Regions from separate parts of the Mus musculus genome. Here regions 1, 2 and 3 are each linked to region 4. A link is a contact called in public Hi-C and HiChIP or PLAC-seq data. All regions are on one chromosome and are shown on one strand. The core of a region is the stretch at or near the end of the contact, and the rest is flanking DNA. Distances in the headings are between cores, read along the strand shown.

What was found. HiChIP or PLAC-seq counts read pairs in DNA pulled down with a chosen protein or histone mark. Hi-C and Micro-C count contacts between places; a contact is called where the count stands out from the background.
Region 1: a contact with region 4 is called in a CTCF HiChIP or PLAC-seq map of the NIH/3T3 cell line, with 6 read pairs. The contact joins two enhancer-like sites. A contact is called at or near these places in 1 of 15 datasets of contacts at CTCF or cohesin (the NIH/3T3 cell line) and 1 of 115 datasets of contacts at active chromatin or transcription factors (embryonic fibroblasts).
Region 2: a contact with region 4 is called in an H3K27ac HiChIP or PLAC-seq map of neural progenitor cells, with 33 times the contacts expected there. The contact joins two enhancer-like sites. A contact is called at or near these places in 3 of 484 Hi-C or Micro-C datasets (cerebral cortex, cortical neurons and forebrain), 4 of 115 datasets of contacts at active chromatin or transcription factors (SST interneurons, VIP interneurons, embryonic basal ganglia and 1 more) and 1 of 9 other capture datasets (embryonic stem cells).
Region 3: a contact with region 4 is called in a Hi-C map of cortical neurons. The contact joins two enhancer-like sites. A contact is called at or near these places in 3 of 484 Hi-C or Micro-C datasets (cerebral cortex and cortical neurons) and 2 of 115 datasets of contacts at active chromatin or transcription factors (embryonic forebrain and neural progenitor cells).

The regions. Positions count from the first base shown.
Region 1 is chr3:56,260,608-56,263,335 of GRCm38.p6, forward strand. Gm40053 (a long non-coding RNA gene) reads right to left here. Exons shown (of 3, transcript XR_867300.1): 2 at 261-395. Among named protein-coding and RNA genes, the nearest start is that of Gm40053, 8.0 kb to the right of the region's middle. Within about 2 kb of position 1,399, at least 38 of the 459 cell types and tissues checked have an H3K27ac peak or open chromatin away from gene starts, as enhancers often do. A contact at or near this core is called in the NIH/3T3 cell line and embryonic fibroblasts, where this site is marked.
Region 2 is chr3:56,006,638-56,009,778 of GRCm38.p6, forward strand. Nbea (neurobeachin) reads right to left here. Exons shown (of 58, transcript NM_030595.1): 19 at 2,925-3,006; 20 at 2,580-2,703; 21 at 1,599-1,791. All of the region lies in intron 6 of Gm31914 (a long non-coding RNA gene), which reads left to right. Among named protein-coding and RNA genes, the nearest start is that of Gm22784, 51 kb to the left of the region's middle. Within about 2 kb of position 1,559, at least 4 of the 459 cell types and tissues checked have an H3K27ac peak or open chromatin away from gene starts, as enhancers often do. A contact at or near this core is called in neural progenitor cells, where this site is marked.
Region 3 is chr3:56,361,109-56,364,036 of GRCm38.p6, forward strand. No RefSeq gene overlaps it. Among named protein-coding and RNA genes, the nearest start is that of Gm40054, 5.0 kb to the left of the region's middle. Within about 2 kb of position 1,638, at least 18 of the 459 cell types and tissues checked have an H3K27ac peak or open chromatin away from gene starts, as enhancers often do. A contact at or near this core is called in cortical neurons, where this site is marked.
Region 4 is chr3:56,960,939-56,963,736 of GRCm38.p6, forward strand. No RefSeq gene overlaps it. Among named protein-coding and RNA genes, the nearest start is that of Gm22269, 92 kb to the right of the region's middle. Within about 2 kb of position 1,278, at least 86 of the 459 cell types and tissues checked have an H3K27ac peak or open chromatin away from gene starts, as enhancers often do. A contact at or near this core is called in the NIH/3T3 cell line, cortical neurons, embryonic fibroblasts and 1 more, where this site is marked.

The DNA of each region.
Region 1 (2,728 bases), core at 149-2,648, 700 kb before region 4:
CATCAGTTCCCTGGAACTGCAGTTACAGGTGATTTCATGCCATCATGTGGGTGCTGGGAACTGAATCTGTGTCCTCTGCAGGAACAAAAAGTGCTTTAATCATGGAGGCATCCTTATAGGTTCTTTGCTTTGTGAAAATCCTGTCCATTACAGAACCCTGGCTTTAGCTAACACATTTGTTGCAGTTAAATCTTGGGCTGAGATCTAGGATTGTATAAAAAGGAAAGAGATAGTGAAGGACCAAAATTCAACTCTCTCACCTTCGAGATTGTGAGTGTAATGTGAACAGCTATTTCATGGTCCTGCCGCCATGTCTGTCGGGTTGTGATGGACTGTGCTCCCCAATGTCAATCCAGATAAACCACTTCTCCCTTACATTGCATTTGTCTGGAATTCTGTAACAAAATGAGAGAAGTAAATAATAAAGTATTGATTAATAATAGCACAAAAGATTTGATACATATCTGCCAATCGATCGTCACATTGTCTTGTAGGAATGCATGCCACTTGGAACCTGTACCTTGAGAGGAAAGAGAAGAAAGAGCAGCAGATGTTAAGTAATGAGTAACTGTATATGCTGTTTCATTGGTAGCTGCTTGTAACTGACACTGCCAGGACCATTATGTGATTTGTGAAAATTCAGCACACAGATGATTCTGTTTACATCATACGTGTGAGCAGAATTGCGGGTATTCTTTAGATCCTTCCATGAAACTGGTTTTTGTTGTTGTTGTTTTGTTTTGTTTTTACCTAAGTCCTCATTGTTTGGTCAATGCTTGGCTAAGACAATCTGTGCATTGGGTCATCTTGTGTTGAGGTGCACTATGTGAAAGTTGGATCTGAATATTCAATTGTTGATTGCTCATCAGAGAGCTGAGTACTGGCCTGATTTTAGTATTATTTTCCTTATGGCTCATCACCTACCTTGCTGTTTTGTAAACACTCTTCCTTCCTTACCTGTTGATTGGCTTAATAAAAATCTGACAGCTGATAGCTAGGCAGGAAAGGGAAGGTAGGATGTCTGGGCTGAGAGAGGGTCTCTGGGAAAAGAATCAGAGGGAGAGGATTCACTCGTGGGAACTGGGAGCAGAAGGCTGTGAACATCAGCAAAGAAGTAGAGCTGGCCATGTGGCAAGACATAGGGCCAGAATTAGTTGGTTTAGAGTAGCTGTGAGGGACTCCAAGTTAAAGGCCTAAGCTGCTACAAACATTAATAAGTCTCAGAGTCATTATTTAAGCATTGTCGAGTCCATGAAAATCCAGCTTCATAGAATAGGCAATAAATGCCATACTGCACAGGAAAAATGTCAAATAATTTAGAGTTGTATTTTGAAGCCTTTGGAATCTGTGCTTGGGGCCAGACTCTCATTTGCAGACTCCACTTCCAGGATCCCCAAAATTCTTTTCACGGCATTTGGCTACAGGCTCAGGCCCACAGTCCACAGGAATGTGATGTGATACTGAGCATTTTGTGGTAGAAAATAAGTTGAGAACTATTTCTCTTAACTATTCAATTATGCTTCCCTTAAGAGGATATTATCAGATTATTGTGTACATGCCTGACAAATACAGCTTTTTAAAAAAATCAATATGTGGTATATAATATGCAACAACACAGAGTTATCTCAGTGAGTCCTTATTAAATAAAGTTTTAAAATTTAATATTTGAGATCTCCATTATACCCCATTACATAGTTGTGTGTAATGTTTTTGTAATGTTAATTCTTCCCTGTACTGCATTGAGCACACTTTCAAAAACCACAAGACTCCTGTGAGTCACAGGAAATGCAACATAGAAAACCTATTGTCCTAGATACCTCCAAACACCGCATTTCTTGGAAACAATTTTCACTCAGTAACTACTGCAGTGGAAGAATAGAGGCTGGTGACCTCATGGCTTGATCATTTTAATTTGGACAGAAAGTGATTTATAGTCACCTTTTCTGGTTCTAAGTAAATTTGTCTTTTCTTAGGTATATAGATGAATGATAAATGTTTAGCCATTTAAACTCATGCTAGTTCTTGGCTTAATATTTAACATGCTCTATATAAGATAGTTCTAAATAAGATCATGACCCAAGAGCTTATTCTATGTATAGAAGTTAGCTTAGAACATCACGCCTATAATAAATAAAATTATGTTATGGTTTTTGTTATTCAGTGAACAGATTTAGTAGTCTGCTTTTATTTCTAATGAATGTGTCTTTGACTTGAAACAAAGCATTCATTGTTTTTTTCCTCTGAAATTAGCTGGTCAGATTTCTTTAATTCTTAAAAATGTAAAGCATTGTTATAATGGATAACTATTAGGAAACATATAGTTGAATTTGATTATACAGAGTTAACACAGCCTAGTTTATACAGGATTAACACAGCCTAAATCCCCCATTTGAGATTTTCACATGGTCCTGTGAAGGAGCAATAGAAGATATTGGAAAATAAAATATTTTACAGTCTCCAGAAATAAGAGGAGTGGACAGGGGTTACATTTTCTTACCAGGTATTCCACAATGCTACCACAAGGAAGAGGTCTTTGCAGAAACACTGAATGCTCAAGTTACTCTGTCCAGGATACCAGGTGATTTCATAGAAATGTACATGCATAATAATTAGTATTTAAAGCATTACATGGGTTACACAACACATTGTCAAGGGCTGTGAGACATGGGGACCATTCACAATATTCTGTTGTCCATGCATGAGCATGCATATGAATCAGAAGATCAGC
Region 2 (3,141 bases), core at 309-2,808, 950 kb before region 4:
AACATAATTTAGAATTAAGTGTTCACTGTTAAAATATGTTTTAACATTTAAGTGTTAAAAATGTTAAATGAAATGTTAAAACATGCTTTATATGTATTGGTTTGAATAAGAATGGTCCCTATGGGGACATATATTTGAATGCTTAGTCACCAAGGAGTATTTGAAACAGATTAAAAGGATCAGGAGGTGTGGCCTTGTTGACGAAAGTGTGACACTGGGAGAGGGCTTTGACGTTTCCAAAGCCCATAACAGGCCCAGTGCTAAAGCCTATGGATCGGGATGTAGCTCTCAGCTCCTCCTCCAGCACCATGCCTGCCTGCTTGCCACCATGCTCCCCTCCATGACAATGAACTCACCTCTGAAACTGTAAGCAAGCCTCAAATTAAATGCTTTATTTTATAAGTGTTGCCTTGGTCATGGTGTATCTTCATAGCAATAGAGCACTAACTACAACAACACAATTAAAAATATTACTTTAAGGTGCATGCCTTTAATGCCAATACTAGGAAGCCAGAAGCAGACAGACCTCTGTGAGTGAAACCAGTCTTAAATGTTAGTGTACACAGCAAATTCCAGCCAGGCAGAACTAAACAAACACGGAATCAAGAAAACTATGTATCTATCATGGTCACTGACACTGAGATGCCTTCCTCAATTTCATGTGGCAACTCATTTTTGACACAGCGTTTTGTACTGACCTGGGCTCTATGGTTTTGGCTAGACAGACCGGCTGGCTTGAGAGTCCTTGGGATCTACCCATCGGGCTCTCCAGCACTTGGGGCGAACAAAGTGTGTGCAGCCACGATGGGGATCCAAATTCAAGTCAACCAAGCCCCTTTTGAATGTATTTATTACTTATTTTAGAATGAAAAGAAATCTGATTACTTCAAAAACATCTTTAAAAGTACTATTCAGCTACTATTTCATGAAATATGCTTGTAAGAATTGAATATGGTTCAGTTAAAAAGCAACTGGTTCTCATGCTGGCTACAAACATATATAGTAAATTTTCCAATTGAGAGGACATGAAATGGCTCATTAAGGAAAGGCGTTGCCTCCAAGCCGAAAGACCAGAGTTCAATCCCTGGAACCTGTAACTGTAAGCAGAGAACCAACTCCTGAAAACTATCTTCTGGCTCCCAGACTCAGCAAGTGCTTGCATGCACTCACACACCTACACACGAACACCTCCTCCTGCCCCCGACACACACACACAAACAGACACACTTACTTAAAGTGCTATTAAAACAAAATTCATAATTTACAGACTTCATAAGGTTTTTTTGTTTGTTTGTTTGTTTGTTTGTTTGTTTTTTGAGACAGGGTTTCTCTGTATAGCCCTGGCTGTCCTGGAACTCACTTTGTGTAGATAAGGCTGTCCTCAAACTCAGAAATCCACCTGCCTTTGCCTCCGAGTAAGTTAAGTGATCTTAAACCACCTTCAGGCTCACCAAAGGGCAAAGAAAGGACAAAGTCAAAATTAGGATCAAGGAAGGAGCCATGACTGAGAATGTCCACTAGGTGGCACCAGATGAGAGTTTATAGCCATTTACTTCCTGGCTGAAACTTCAATGACAGAAGAAGCCAAATCCCCTTACCTTGGAATGGGCTATTGAGAGTGTGTCCACCCAGACTCTCCAGCCTCCCCATTCATATTTTATTGCATGATACAAAAGAATCCGGAAAATGTTGTAGACCATCTCAGTAATCTTCTGTTCCTCAGAACTTTTTGGATTGATATAGCCAAGAGAAAACATCCAGTCCTGCCACACTGAACATTGCAGTAAGCATCTAAAAAGAAAATGAAAAAGACCTCATTAAAATTATCAAAATTATAATTTACTACTTTGAAACTTAAAGTGATGAAAATATAAGCCAAGTACACGATTATTCTCTGTATTCTGCATTCTATAACCTCTATCAATTTCTTTCTTTCTTAGAGAACTTGAATTATAAATCAAATCCCTCCCTACCTCTCCTGTCGAGAGACAGCTTTAGCTTCTGCGTGTTCGCAGTAATAATTCACTGCTAACACTCACGGTGCTCTCGACTGGCTCTACAGCACCCCCAACCCAACTGTGCTAGTGTGGGCACCAAAATGCTTCACACACAATACAAAAATGCGTTAGAAACTTAGGAAATGACCAGACACATATTCAAGGACTCAGGCTGTACATCATGTCTGAGCTAGGATATCTTAAATGCATGGCAGGACAACATCAGTGAATATGGACACACCCAACATAATGAGAATTAAAGGCACTGTTGCTGATAGGGAGATGTGAGAGATAGTGGCTACAGCATAAGTACAAAAGTGTTCATCTGTATATTCATATGTGTGTGTGTGTGTGTGTGTGTGTGTGTGTGTGTGTGTGTGTGTGTGTGTGTACTAGGACAACTAAATAAAAGCATATACAACTGATAAAGTAGGATGAAATAAATTGCTTCTAAGAAACGCAAGCCTTTTTAAAATGATTTAAGAGAATTTAACAAATTATTTGAATTTTTCATTCGAAAGTTATGGAAAATCAAGAACATAAAAAATATTAATCTAGAATAAAAATCAGACTGTTTTTTACCTTCTATTTTCACGGCTGTTACTGAAAAGCTTAATCATGTCGGATAAAAACAGCCGACGGACTTCCATCAATTCTGCACTTGGTGTTGAGTTCTTTAACAAAGTTGCCACCACCTTAAGAATCACTATATACAAACAAATTCTGAATTAAAATTTTAAAATGTCACCAAGACGTAGCACCACATTCACTAATTTTCAACTCAATACTTGGCTCCGAGTGGAGCTGTCCCTGTCCTAAAGTGGGGCCACCAGAAGGAACGCAGTCACGAGAGGCTCTGGTTTGGTCCCACATGTCACCGTGTAACGGCCGCGCTGCCGCGCCGCGGGAGGAGCGGCTTCTGCTTACTTGGATTCTGGATTTTGACTGTGGAGTCTGGCTCCGGGTGTGGTTTATGCACAACTTGAGTACAGACTTGCTCTGTCAAGATCTGAAAGATGAACAATTTGAACTTTGTTTAGAGAAGAAATTAAAAACAACTGCATAATATAGCTTTAGTAAAGAATCTGTCAAAGGTTTTGAATAATTTTAAGTCAAAAGAAATATCCCTCACAAAAGAACTTTC
Region 3 (2,928 bases), core at 388-2,887, 600 kb before region 4:
CTCTTATGTTACTAAGGTTTCAGATCCTGTAATAAAACAAATGAGAGAATCATTCAAAAACTTGGGAAAGGTTTATTTGGGACCATGGTTTAGTAAATGTTCATTGTTGCTTGGGGTCATCATAGTGGGGAGTGTGGAACAGAGAAATGCTGCCCACTCCATGACAGCCAGGAAACAGAAAGAGGGAGATCAGGAGCAAAAGGGGTAGAGAGACAGAGACAGAGAGACTTCATGTCCTCCTAGAGATCTAATGTCTTTCCACTAGACTGAACCTTGTAAAAGTTGCAGCATCTCCTAGTAGCACCATAGTTTAGCAATCAAGCTTTTGCTACATGGTCTTTGGGTGACATTTCAGTCCTAAAACATCGAACTACAGTAGAGTGAGTACCCTCTTTCAAAATCTTGGGGGTCCCACACAGATTGGTGCTAAGTTTCCAGTCTCTATTTGAACCCTGGGATTTTTAGAGACAAGATGGTGTACCCATGGTCAGTATTGTGTAAGACACAGCTAGTAATTACATTACAGGTAGAAGCGATTGCCCTTGCTGGACCTGAATTAGACACACATATGATGTATATGTATGTGTGTGCATGTGTATATATGTGTATGTATAAATTTATTCCATAGGTTATGTGACTCTGGAGAAACATGACTAAGATGCCTTCTAACTCATGAGTGCACAGAACATATTACTATTCCAAAGGGATAAAAGGGAACAGAATGAGGAAATATTGGCCCAAAGAAAGACTAAAAAACAGCAGGGCAAATTCTAAATTCTGTCTCTCCATGTCCAGTGTTAAAGCATTTTTCAGGACTTCAATTCCTATGGCTTTGTTGACTACAGCATACTTTTCTCTCTTAGGCTGGTTCCACACCGATCTGCAGCTTTCCCTAGAAGATATCTCATTATCCTAACATCTCTAACACCTTGGGGTCACTAGCATTATTCAGGATTCATCCCCATAGTTTCACACAATGTTTTTATTGGCTCTCCAAGCAGGGACACTCCTGTCACATGCCTAGCCTCTGCAGCTTTCCTTAGTCACACAGGAAGATCCCATAACCCCTTTCTTATGTTCTTGACTCTAAAACCAGAACCACTTGGCTGAAGTTGCCAAGTTCTACGGCTTGCTGTGGCTGGAACTTGGCCCCCTCTTTCCATCACATTTGCATCAGCTTCCTCTTGTTGCTGGTTTCCTTCAGTGCTTCAGCTTTTCTTCAATTCCTTTTCACAAATTGGAAGCTTAGCTGGGTAGGGTCTTACCCAAAGGTCTCCACTCTCTTTATTCCATGTAGTATCACAACTTTTATTTTTTATGTTTTGAAAACCATTTGGTATCATGCAATAAAAATGAGTATAGAGATGTTTGTAGGCTCATTTGGTTTTTGGGTAATAGATTCTATTCAAGGCTCCCCTCACCCCAGTACAGCTTGAAAACCACCTGACAGTAATTAAATTATTTCAGCATCTCACTCCCATCTCCCACACACATTTTCCCCTTTTGTTTTGTTATTTGGCATTATGTACAATTTAATCTTCTTTAAAGCAACCAGCATAGCCACCCACAACTACACATGCTCACTCTAAATCTGAGCCTTGGGGATGGGAAGGACGAATCCCTCCCCTTTCCCTCACAGGTTGTAAATTGGTTATTCACATTTTCTTGGATGAGAATTTTAAGCACTGCACAGCATCTTCATAAGCACACACAGCAGATGGCTGGGAATACTGTGTGATAAGAAGAGGGAGCCAATTTCTTCAGTTATTTTCACCTCCTGAACACATTCCAAAGAAATGCAGCGGCATATTTTAGGGTATCTCTACAAGACCCCTTTCCTTAAATATGAATATAATTTGCTGCTGTGTTCACTTTAAGATGGACTCCTTTTGGGGCTGTCTTTATTGTAAGAGATCTTGTAGTATTTTTGCATAAAATTAAACTTTTGTTCAAAGCTCTCCTGGGTGTTGCTGCCTAGGAATTAACCCAGATGTTGCTTCTCCACATTCAGAGTGGCTATGAAACAGGAGGCAATGAAGCCTGATATTCAGATGACTGCCAGTGACCTTCATGCTTCTCTCTTGTGTAATGACAGGATCCAGAGAAAGGAAAAAAAAATCCAGGTCACCTAGTTTGATCTGTGAACTGGCCTCAACCTTTATCAACTTGAAAACTTTAGGCATGCTTCTTAGAGTCCAGATAATTCTGAGAAAAGGTATAGCTATTTTTACCTACTGGATGGTTGTTGACATGATGAGAGATTATATAGATGAAGCTCTTTCCTTATGTGTTCATTAATGGTGATGAAGTTAATACGTCAATAGTAGGGAATAAGATGTACCTGGTTGCCATCCTCAAGAGCATTCTTTCTTCATAGACATCTTACAGGTAAGTCTTTGGGGATAACTCCTGCTTGTCAGCAAAGCTTTAGGGAGCCTTAGCTCAACCAGAAATGATCCTTTGGCCTCATGTTTTCTCCACATACGTCATTTTTTTTCCTTTTTTTTTTTTGCTATGATTGAAATTTTTGTCTAATATTTGTCCATGGACTTAGTTTAATATCTGAAGAAGTTTGTTTATATGGATAATTCTTGTTGTACAAGTGTGTTTGGAAATAGGCCAAGTTCATTTGGTCTGTTTTTCTAAGACCATAAATCAGTGATGGCATGCAATAACTCGCATTAAGAAGCAGAAGGCAGGGCTAGAGAGATGGCTCAGCGGTTAAGAGCTCTGACTGCTCTTCCAGAGGTGCTGAGTTCAATACCCAGCAACCACATGGTGGCTCACAACCATCTGCAATAGTATCTTATGCCCTCTTCTGGTGTCTGAAGACAGCAACAGTATATTAATATACATATAAATAAACAAATAAATAAATCTTTTTAAAAAAAAGAAGCAGAAGGCCTTTTGAGTTAATGCCTCAGGAGA
Region 4 (2,798 bases), core at 28-2,527:
TTGTTGGCAAAAGCATCTAAACTGTGAAATGCAACCACTCTAAAGCCTGCTGAGTTTTCATGAAATCTTCCCTTGTTTTCCCCCAAGGACATCTGTCCTACCCAATTTTGATGTAGAATTATGTATTATACAGACAACTGCCTAAGTCTATTGAATGTAAGGATAAATGCATTGGCTCTTCAGAGTGTTCTTACTCTTTAAGTATGCACAGTATTATCTAGCTCTCTCAACAATAGAATTAATTGTATAAAAAAAAAATCTTTAGGGGAAAATACCTAACAAAAATTTGTTAAATGTAAAACACACAAAATCAGGACATGTGGTAATTTCAAAACTGGATAAATTGCTGCTTTCCTTATCATTGTCTATAATAAAGTTATTTGAAGCTATTAATAACTATTGATGAGCACAAATTAAATTCAAGTGGGAAAGTTTGTCTTTTAGATGAAGAAACTTCTGGAGTGTTTTGGCAGCAGTTTTTCACTTCCAAACAAGATAATAATTATGTTCAAACTTTTTATTCAATTAATTGGATTAAGTACGAACTTATATACTGCCTTGCAGGGATAATTAGCATCCTGACTAGCCTAGTAGAATAGAAAGTCTTCTTCTCTGGTACAATCCATATATGTCACTCTGCTCATAGTAACCGATGTTTCTGTTGTCCTTGGGTTCCAAATGCATTGAAATTTGGAAAGGTCCTACCCCTCAGTCCCAACACACATGCACTGCAGAGAAGAGAATAAAATAGATGTATGGATATTGTCCTTATATATCTATTCTATTAGGCAGTTCTTCATTATTGTAACAAAATGGTAGGGGAGGGGGTACTGTGAACAGGAAAAGTGGCCTTTGGCCCACAACTTTGGGTCCTTCAATCCTTGACCCCATGACGTCATTGCATTTGAGTATGTAGCAGGGCATCATACATAGGGATCTCCTGTGGAGAAACTTAACCATTTTCTTGTTGTTAGGGAAGCATTACAGAGAGACAGAGAAAGTGACTAGGGTTCCACCATCCCCTTGGAGATCTTCCCACCCTCTGTTTCGTCTTCTCCATCAGTGACCAAACCTTTTCACTGGGCTACACCTTCAGCAGTTTGCAACAGGTTTCAGCATCACAAGTCTGGAGACAAAGTCTTTAACATATGGGCCTTCTGGGGATATTTAAGGACTAGATTTTAGCAAAAATCTTGTAATCACTATACATCTGAGTCATGATCATGTAACTAGACTCCATAGTCTCAGTACTTTTTTTTTTTTGAGATGGAGACTCCCTATCCATGACTGGCCTGGAACTCACTATGTAGAGCACTCTGGCCTAGAATGCACAGAGATCCACCTGCTTCTACCTCCTGAATGCTAAAATTAAAGATGTGTACCACCATGACAGGCAAGACTCAATAGTTTTTCTTTCTCTTTTACAGTTTTCCAATTGAATCCTTCCTTCCTGCCATGAACAGGGCCTTTCCAATGGGGCTGGTGGCAAGATCACTCAGAACAGAAATCAGTTGCTAATTTGTGGACAGACAAAAGCCTTTGCTACTAACATGTGTGCATCTATAAATAATCATGAGAGAGAGAGAGAGAGAGAGAGAGAGAGAGAGAGAGAGAGAGAGAGAGAGAGAGAGAGAGAGAGAACATTTTCCTCTCTCTGCAATGGCATTTAACGAAATGAAAGCATTTCTTGGGAGGTAACCAGCCAAGTATGGAAGTCACTAGACAAGGGAACCAGTGACCGCATGAAACCACATTCACATAAGCTGCTGCTGCCTGCCCCTTTGTGGTTGCCTTAGAAACCAGCCTCTCTTAACAGTGAGTCAGATCCCTGCTCAGAGGAGCAGGTGGTGAATCATATCAGTCTCCCCATTCGAGCAGATGCCTGGTTCTTTCACTGAGTCATTCCCACCTACTCCTCTCTGTCTGCACTCTGACATGAACAGAAAGTTCATTCCAATGGCCTCTTGGTGCTCATCCTCACAGCACTGACTGCCAAAAGCAAAGGGACTCTGTAGATGAAGCAAGTTCCACTGCCCTCTGGAAAGGATGCTCTGAGCAGGAGTTGTCATCCATACCATCATCCTAGGTTTTCACATTCACTGCTGAGATGGATTTTGGGCTAAGAAGACTTTTCTCACAAGTCCACACATGTCTCTGTCATACAAGGAATAAATGTGCAGTGGCTTGCAATGCATTTTAAAGAAGTGATCACGCGTGGCTGAATGTCACTGCTTTGGAAGAAAAAGAAATCCTTTTCTTAAACCAGAATTGGAGAGGGATCTTGCTAGCCGGGAGGTGAATAGGGGAAATGCAGCTCTGGACACCATGGAGGATCAATAAATATTGACAGGCAGAGGAAAGCAAAGGGTTTTCGACAACCTTAACTAACACTTTCTAATAATACCAAACTGCAATCTGCCACCAAGGAAATCTAGCCTCACCCTCGAATATACTTGGAGAAACAACACAGGGTGTGAATGAAGTTCCAGGAGCATGGCAGCTGGTGATGGAAAACCTGCTTGCATTGCTCTGGGAAGCAGACATGCATCAGCACCACCTTCTGTGATGTCACCTGGCTCCTTGTGGCTGTGGGCAGACTTCCCAAGTGAGTGAAAATATACTGACCTAACAGGTGGAACTCTTAAGCTAAAAGCACAATACCAGGACTTTGGAGATTGCTCGCCAGCTAAAGGAGTACAGAACACAGTCCAGTTGAGGTTGCCCCTTCTGCCACTTTGCCCAGTAGTTTAGTTTAGACCTCATGAAAGAGATCTAGAATGTTACATTAGAATCTGAGA